Regions from separate parts of the Zea mays genome. Here region 2 is linked to region 1. A link is a contact called in public Hi-C data. All regions are on one chromosome and are shown on one strand. The core of a region is the stretch at or near the end of the contact, and the rest is flanking DNA. Distances in the headings are between cores, read along the strand shown. Region 1 holds the start of LOC100273140. Region 2 holds the start of LOC100281436.

Region 1 (4,571 bases), core at 442-2,941:
ACATCTTCTATTTTAACTTATATTTTAAACTTCACTATACAAACAGTATCATCTACAGTGTAAAATCTTTATTTTACGCAATCAAGTAATCTACTTTGGATATCTCAAGTCATATTTAAAAGCACTAGAACTAATAGTTAGCTGCTAAAATTAGCTACATACATACAAATAATCTATATCTATATTTATTATACTTAAAGCATCAGTTTCAATGGTCCTCCCGCGTCATCTTTTACAAATAACCCCTCACGGATATTTCAAATTAATCCGTTGCATGTCTATAGATGACAAAACGGCGGCCCGGCACGGGCCAGACGCCCGAGGGCCACAACTCTGGCCCAGGCACGTCATGCCGACCTGCTGACTGTGCCGGGCCAGCCCATTTGATTAAATCGGTGTAAAATGTTAAAAAAACTATGCAAGAGGTGAGGTTTGAACCCATACCCCGATGGAAGAAGAACCGGAGACACTGGGTGAAGCTGTCTAACCAGTGGAACATAATGCTCAGATATTTTTAATATTTAATATAAATTGTATATATGTATATATGTTTTTTTGTAAAAAAATATAATCGTGTCGGGTGGGGCCAGCACTACGGGCCGAGGCTACAGCCCAAGCACGACACGACGTTCTTAGCTCTTGCAAGCATTAGGTCGTTTTTGAGACCACATTGGCGTAATGGACTCCATGATGTTTGAGGCTGAATTGGATGGAGCAACAATGATTTGTCACACTAACAGTAAAAATAAAGGTTATTTATTGGGTTTAAACGTTAGTAATTGCTACAAAGTATCATAATTTATATGGAGCACATCCAGTTTTTATTGATGCCTGACTTTAGAAATCACTCCATATTTTGATCTATCTTTTTTATAAGTTTGAGTTCATGTGACTTATTTTAGAAACTTGAGCTCACAAATTTTCTCTTATTTAGTCTATGTATGGTGGAATTATGTCATTTTATAATCTCTGTTCGTTCAGTCAGTCGTTGTGAACTCTTTTCTAATTGCTCACTTCATTGGTCGTGTTGTACCAATACATATTGCATGGAGTAAATAATAACATCAGTTAGCCAAATCAAAAAATATTATACTGAGAGTGGAGACAATTGATAAAAAATCTTGAATTTTTTAAGTGAATAGTTTACGTGGGTATTGTTGTAACCGTCGCAACGCACTGGCAACCGACTAGTATAATTAATAGTTCATCTATTAACTACTCACTCCTTTTTTTATTTATCGCGGTTTAGTTAAAATTTCAGCTACTAACTACTCACTTCATTTTTTATTTATCGCGGTTTAGTTAAAAATAAATAGCGGATGACGAATATTTGAGAATAAATGCAGTACTTTTTAGTTAATTAGTTAATAGTTAGTTTTTAGCTAGCTAATTTTATCAGTAAGTTTTTAACAACTAACTCTAGTGTATTTAATCATGTCCTAAACCAGTAATCCGCATATACAATCGCGATGACCGCGTAGACGACGACCAGCCCACCCGCGTCTGCTGGCCCCCCACGGCCACGGTCCACCAGACCACCACCACCCATTCGTCTGGGCTCCATGTCCATGGGTATGGTGATGGGCCCCAGAGATTCCCCTCCGCGCACACAAGGCCCAACACGTCCCCGTCCAGATTCATCCACCCTCCCCCTTTCCCTTCGTCTCCGTCCGCTCCCGGCATCGTCCCCTCTTCCCCGTCTCGCGTTCGTCGCCCACGGGCTTCGATTGATCTTCTTCCGGTGCTGGTGGCAGGTAAGGAACCTTTCCCTATCCTCGGTTCGATGGATTCGCTCGTTCGTTTTGTCTCCGGTTGAATCCGATTTTTTCCACGTTCCCAGGTGGACGGATCGTGTCCTTGCTTGGCCGCCCACAGCAGCAATGGACGACGGGGACCTGGACTTCTCCAACCCGGACACGTACCTGTGCCCGGCGCTCGGCACTGACCCGCCCAGCAGCTGCTCCATGGACAGCTACTTCGACGAGATCCTCAAGGACACGGAGCACCACGCCTGCACGCACACCCACACCTGCAACCCGCCGGTGCACGACCTATCGCACACCCACACCTGCGTCCACGTCCACACCAAGATCGTCGCGGCCTCGCCCGGCGACGACACTGCCGACTCGCCGTCCGAGAACAACACCAACGGCAGCGGCGGCAACGGCAGCAACGCCGCCTCCAAGAAGCGCCCCTCGGGGAACCGCGCCGCCGTCAGGAAGTACCGGGAGAAGAAGAAGGCCCACACCGCGTCGCTGGAGGAGGAGGTGGTCCATCTCAGGGCGCTCAACCAGCAGCTCGTGAAGAAGCTCCAGAGCCACGCCGCGCTCGAGGCGGAGGTGGCCAGGCTCCGATGCCTGCTCGTCGACATCAGGGGCAGGATCGAGGGGGAGATTGGCGCGTTTCCGTACCAGAGGCCGCCGCCAGCGGCCAAGAACGTCGACCTCGTGTCCGGTGTTGACCAGGGAGGGTTCCTTGCCGGGGCTGCTGCCCAGGTTACCAGTTCCTGTGATTTCAGATGCAACGATCAGATGTACTGCAGCCCTGGAATGCAGGGCGCTGTTAGCGGCCAGGTGTTGGGACAAGGTGCCTGCGATGTCTCGAGTATCCAATGCGTTGGAAGCACCAGGTCTGCGTCCACTAAGCTACCTGTCTGCGGGGGGATGGATGCAGTACCTGCTGCCTGCTTGCCAAATGTTCAAAACAAGTGACGGTACATAACTTTCGTTTCCCTGCTATGCTTTTAAGAACTTCTGTCTAGTGGCTAGATGTATTAGTTTCAGTCATTGTTTTGTTAGCAATCCGTAAATGCATTTAAGCTCGTGATTGTATATATCGCTCAGTAGCCTTCTGTTATGTGTAGGATTATATAACTGAAGAAGAATATAACTCGGCTCTCTTGTCGCCGAGCCATTGTTTTGTGGTTCCATTGGTTTCCTTCTGTCTGGCTGAATGCAATTTTGAGTGAATTGCCATCTAATTGTCAACGATGAAGATCAGATTTGCTTCTGTCCCATCCTGTCAATCCAGAGCTAGACTTGCTCTTGTCTATTTTCAGCCGGATGTCTTGTGCCCCTTTTAAAGGCATTGCTAGTCTTGTTGACACACCAGAAACTAAGATGCTCTGTATGAATCAACTGGCTGTTTATTCTCTGAGATTTGAGAAAAATTCTTATTAGCCTTCTTAAGTCTATTTATCATGATTATTGTGTAATCATGGTGTATGTTGTTGTTTATTCATTTTGCTGTGGCCTATTCAATTTGTTGTGGCCTGATTGAATGTATTTTTAGTGAATCGGCATCTTATCATGGAAGGGCAGGCCTGATGCACGGGATTTGTCTTACTGAGTCACCAGGTCGCGGGTTCTAAGCAGGGAGGCTTGCCTCGGTTTATCCCTTCCCTAGACCTCACTCATGTGGGAGCCTCCGACACTGGGTTTGTCCCCTTTAGCACCTTATCATTACTGAAGATGAGATTCCTGGCGATTCTGATTTTTTCAAATCCATAGCTAGAGTTTTATTTTCAATTGGATGATTTCTACCTTTTCAGACCTCCTAGGTCATCTATGTCTGCTTGAAAAAAACAGCATTATTCATTTTATCGTGCTTTTGTATACATTTATTAGTTTCAAGCACCAAAACTATTTTAAACATGGAAATAACTTAGCCTGGGTTTCAGCTGTTAGTATTCAAGGCTCAAGCCATGGTACTGTTTTGACCTAATAGAGTAGCACTTGTTTTCGACATAGTCCTATACTCCCATATGTAGCTGCTGCCGGTAGTTGAGCAAAAGCAGGAAGTAAAAAAAAATTCCTACATGCTACCAACGCCTGCAGTGCACCTCGCCTGCAGTTCCATGCTTTGAAAGAGGTCAATGCATTCAGTTTATGGGTTAGTTAGATTTATAGTCAGGGAGAGCCACATTTAGTTGTTTCATGTTTGGTCAATTGAGCAATTCTGAAGTACATTGGATTTTTCCCCTTGACAATCCAGATGTGAGCTGTGACGGAGCCATTTTTTGGTGAATTATGATACCAGAAATTAGTAAATTAGGACACTACATTGTGCTTGTTTCACGAAAAAAAAAGAAAACATATTTCATAAAATAATAATTAGGACATTGTACCATGCTACCATATAGCAGTATTATAGACATCAATAACCTCCAAATTTTGCTACTTCTGAAGAGTATTTTGTTTTACAGTGATTTTGTATTAGCTATTGGAGACTGTAATACTTGGGTTGGTGTCTAATCTTTTTTTGTGTGGAAATATATATTTTTTGAAAGTGTTAAGAACAGTACATCAAGAAGATACAAAGGTTTAGCTCAGAAAACTTCTGGCCTCTACTAACACGCACACAGCCAAAAAGGCGAAAAAGGGGAGCAAATACCAAGCACATCTCTAATGACCTTCAATCTGTAGATTAGATCGCCACCTATGTGCCAGGGAGAAGAAAACCTTGGCCGTTTGCACCAAAAGTTGTGATCCTGCCACAACCCGCTCCTACAAATCCGACTGTCCCAGTATAGTGTGTGTTCCCAGTTTTAAAGGCAGTTCTTTAGGTCGTGC
Region 2 (4,709 bases), core at 1,922-4,421, 330 kb after region 1:
TTTGGTGGTTGGGGTTATAAATACCCCAACCACCCCACATTCAATGGCATCCCAGCTCGCTGGTGATCGGCTGGGAGCAATACTGGATGGCTGGGTGTGTGATGACCTTGTGGAGCTCGCAGTGGCTTCAATTTATAGGGAGCGACAGCAGTGGCCAGGAATTTCAGTGGTGACGCGCGGCGGTCGGAGGAGGGGGAGGTCACTGGCGCGCGTGAATTCGTGTTCAACGCCGTGGCAGTCACTCCGACGATGGACAGCGGATTACAGCGGTTCACGGAGATCCGGTGGAGGTGCCAGGGTACGTGGCGCCAAGCCGTGCGACGGCTGTCACCGGCGAGCTTATCTGCACAGGCCGCAAAGCAAGGGGGGTACGGCGGTGAGTCACCGGAGTTATCTCCAGGCGAACAACTATTACCTGGCAGACTTATCGGGTCATCGGTGGCGTAAATTGCAACGGCGACGGCGCGAATCGCGGCGGAGGTCGTCGGCGGTGAGATGCGCGGTTGCTTTGATCCAGCCCTGGTACTGTACAATGGCGAAGGATCTTCAGAGCGCCTGACAGACGAAGTTTAGAGCAGATTTTCTCCTAATTCTTTATGACAACATACCCAAGGCTCTGCATCAAAGTTGTAGGGCTACAAACCAGCTATAACTTTGCTACATTGGGTTCCCACAAAAAGTCACTGGATCTCGCTTAAAATTAAGCCCTAAGTTCATGTAATCCTTCTGTCAGTCTGAAATTCAGACTTTAACAGCCTGACAGCCTAACTTTGGGTGTGATTATCTCCAAATTCTTCATAACAATTGTTCTTACACTCTTAAGCAAAAATTTTCTCCTTTGATAGGTCTACAAATTTGATGTGGTGACCTAGGGCAAAAACCCTAAAATTTGAAAGCTACAGAGCTCCAAAGTTGAGCCCATATCACTGATTTTCAGACTTCATCAAAAGGGTCAAGTATGGCTCTTTTGCACTTAAGTCCAAATCTCAAGTTTTGGATTGCAAATCTTCATGATTGTGAACCCTATGACTTAAGACACTTTATTAACATGGTTTTTGCACTTTAGTCCAAAAGTGGACTAATTTTGCACTTAACCCCCTAGGGTTTAGGTTTAGGGTTCTCCAGGGTTCCCATTAGGGTTTTTGGTATCTCAGGGGTGTAAATGCAATGTAGGTCCATCTTTGATAACATTTTATGATTATTTTACTTAATCTTTGTAGTTTTCTCTATTTGGGTCCTGTTTTACCCTTCTAACCCTATTTAAGGTTAAGTACCCTACACTAGGGTCTCATTTACAAAATGCCATACAATCCAACTTGCTTGAAATTTTTACCTAGTGAATGCATCCTAGGTGTGTCAAACATATGCAATGCCAATGCTTATGATGTTATGCTCAAGTTTTAGTAACAGTAACACCAGGGGTGTTACATGAATTTGTTTTGAACAAAGCTCAGAGACTGACATTTGATTCATCATCACCAAATGGGATCCTTATGTTCCGAGAGCTTAGCAAGATAATCTTGGCTTACAGATCACGAATTCTATTGCTTCCTAATGGCGCATACATTTATGGAAGTAAATACAAAGGCATATGGATCTCACCCACTGTTCTTTCAAGGGGTGAGTAAAAATGTGTTTAGTCCTGCTAATTCTATATATACTGCAAGTGAGTTGATTATAGGTTCTATTAGGGTAGTTCGATGAAATGCCTGCAAGAGCCTGGCAAGTTTTTGAAATGGCAAGCTAAGTAACTGAGTTCTTTTGTGCGCAACATCTAAGGATATGTCTGTTGCTGAGTAAGCTATTGGAGAAGGACCACTAACGAAATAATGGGTCAAACTCGATCTGTTTTGCCAAATTGAACAGAATGATTTGCATTGTAGTATAATTTGATTTGTATCAATTTAGTTTTATATTGGTTGTTGACAAAGAATTTATGAAATATTGAGGTTGATAATATATGTGGCGTTCGTTTTTATGTAATCATTGCTCACTAATATTTTGTCGAATATTTTATATTATATATATATATATATATATACATTACTGAGAACATAAGGGGTCCCTCGTGCTCTGCAAAGGTACAACCAATCATGATTATGGAGGAGCATGGCGGCGAAGGTCAATTGGCGTCCGACCACGATTTGCATGTGGCTTGTGCTCGTCGCCACCGCAATGACGCCCACCCATGTGCTCATCAACCTTAATTGTTTAGAGTGCTGAGTTTGGCAAGTTAGCAGCATAATCTTTCCCCAATAATCTACACTGTCTAACTGTGAAACTGACAGAGGAGTGGCTTTGAAATTATAATCCTTCACCAAGGTGCATTACATTTTACTCCACATGATAGATTCATTCGATGTGTAAGGCTTTTAAGGTTTATAAAAATTCTTAATTTTTAAAAGATGCTAACAAGAACACAAAATGGTAATTAGTTTTTTTTTTGAATTTTAATATATTTTATTATAATATGTTCACTTTGTAGCAACGCAGGGACGTTTACCTAGTCTAACCATTTATCTAAACATATGTGTGACAAACTGTGGAGCAAACCATGTGACGTTGGCAAGGATGCATTGGGCGAGCCGCGAGCCTTGCCAAGCTATGCGTATGCTTTGCAGTATTTATCTTCAGGAACCAACATGACATATTGACATGGGCGAGATAGTGTTGTCGGCCTGGCGAGTGCTGTTTCGCGCGCGGCCCTTCAGCAGACAGAGGCCGAGGCAGCACGATCTGTTACGCACAAGGGCTCCACCTGGCCTCGCCATGGCCCATGGTGCCCGGGCCCAACTATATATATAAACCGAGACCAATGGCAGCCAGCACTCTTCATCATTCATCGCCACGAAGAAAAAGTCAAAACGAAAAGAAAAAAAAGCATGGCTGCTGGCTGCTGCAACGAGTACTTGAAAACGACGGAGTCCTACGCGGAAACGACCGACCTCCGGCTTCATTCCTTGCCACGTCCACCTCCTTTTCCGTCTTCTTCCACACGGCGGCCAGGCCACTCCGGACTTGGCCCTCGTTTTCTCGCTCCGCGTTCCGCAACGCTGACAACGGGCACCGGGGACTTTGACTAGCGACCGCCGGTCCTCCTCCTCCCCTACCCCGGCCTCCCGCCATGAAAACATGTCACGTCCGCTCCAAACCCACCAACCTCGCCACCACCACCTCGGCCCGCCCCACCTTTCTTGCCGCCCCTGCACTGCACGCCTCCCCGTGCTCGATCTCGGTGCTCCACGCCACCACGTCATGGCTCACGCTCGCTCCAGCCACCGCCGCACGGGCCTCCTCCTGGCCATGGCCGTCGTCGTCGTGGCGTCGCTTATCGCCGCCGCGGACGCGTCCAGCTTCGGGTTCGACCTCCACCACCGGTTCTCCCCGGTGGTCCGGCGGTGGGCGGAGGCCCGGGGCGGCCCTCTCGCCGCGGACCAGTGGCCGGCTCGAGGCACGCCGGAGTACTACTCCGCGCTGTCCCGCCACGACCGCGCCCGCCGCGCCCTCGCTGGCGGCGCCGACGACGGGCTCCTCACCTTCGCCGCCGGCAACGACACCTACCAATCCGGAACGTGCGTTCCTCCGCCTTCCCACATCCTATCACCTCCTTGCAAATTTTGATCCCCCCGAACCAAGACGATCGACGAATTAAGTAACAAAGCTCGTAGCTCCACTCCAACCCACCTCGTTTTTTTTTTTTTTTTTGCAATCGCAGGCTGTACTACGCGGAGGTGGAGCTGGGCACGCCGAACGCGACGTTCCTGGTGGCGCTGGACACCGGCAGCGACCTCTTCTGGGTGCCGTGCGACTGCAGGCAGTGCGCGACCATCCCCAGCGCCAACGGGACGGGGCAGGACGCGCCGTCGCTGCGCCCCTACAGCCCGCGGCGGTCGTCGACGAGCAAGCAGGTGGCGTGCGACAACCCGCTGTGCGGGCAGCGGAACGGATGCTCCGCCGCGACCAACGGCAGCTGCCCGTACGAGGTCCAGTACGTGTCCGCCAACACGTCCTCCTCCGGGGTGCTGGTGCAGGACGTGCTCCACCTCACACGGGAGCGCCCGGGCCCCGGCGCCGCCGGGGAGGCCCTGCAGGCGCCCGTCGTGTTCGGGTGCGGGCAGGTGCAGACGGGCGCGTTCCTGGACGGCGGCGGCGGCGCCGTCGACGGCCTCATGGGGCTCGGCATGGGCAAGGTGTCCGTGCCCAGCGCGCTCGCCGCCAGCGGCCTCGTCGCGTCCGACAGCTTCTCCATGTGCTTCGGCGACGACGGCGTCGGCCGCGTCAACTTCGGCGACGCCGGCAGCCGCGGCCAGGCCGAGACGCCGTTCACCGTCCGGAGCTTGAAGTACGTCACGCCGCCCTCTGTGCCACGTTCCATCGCGCGGTTCTTGTCGCTTGCTTGCTTGCTACAACCCACCGTCGACGGCGACGAGCGACTGATCCCCCTGCCGTGCGTTTGTGCTTGTGCAGCCCGACGTACAACGTTAGCTTCACGTCCATCGGCGTCGGCAGCGAGTCGGTGGCAGCGGAGTTCGCCGCCGTCATGGACTCCGGCACGTCCTTCACGTACCTCAGCGACCCGGAGTACACGCAGCTCGCCACCAAAGTGAGTCGCTTCGCTTCTTCCCTCATCGAAGGCATGTGTGTGTTTGGGTTTCCTTTCCTCGAGTTCCTCATGTGCCTGCTGCCCTGCTTCCACTACTGCGTGCAGT

What was found. A called contact is a pair of places that touch in the nucleus more often than the background predicts.
Region 2: a Hi-C map of ear shows a contact between it and region 1, with 5 times the contacts expected there. The contact joins the promoter of LOC100281436 here to the promoter of LOC100273140 in region 1. A contact is called at or near these places in 2 of 25 Hi-C or Micro-C datasets (ear and tassel).

What each region holds. Positions count from the first base shown.
Region 1 is chr5:63,513,234-63,517,804 of Zm-B73-REFERENCE-NAM-5.0, forward strand. It overlaps LOC100273140, which reads left to right and starts at 1,692. Exons shown (of 3, transcript NM_001147587.1): 1 at 1,692-1,754; 2 at 1,841-2,713. The coding sequence starts at 1,881. The coding sequence ends at 2,711.
Region 2 is chr5:63,844,570-63,849,278 of Zm-B73-REFERENCE-NAM-5.0, forward strand. LOC100281436 reads left to right here and starts at 3,172. Exons shown (of 7, transcript NM_001368012.1): 1 at 3,172-3,572; 2 at 3,716-4,342; 3 at 4,468-4,603; 4 at 4,709. The coding sequence starts at 3,256.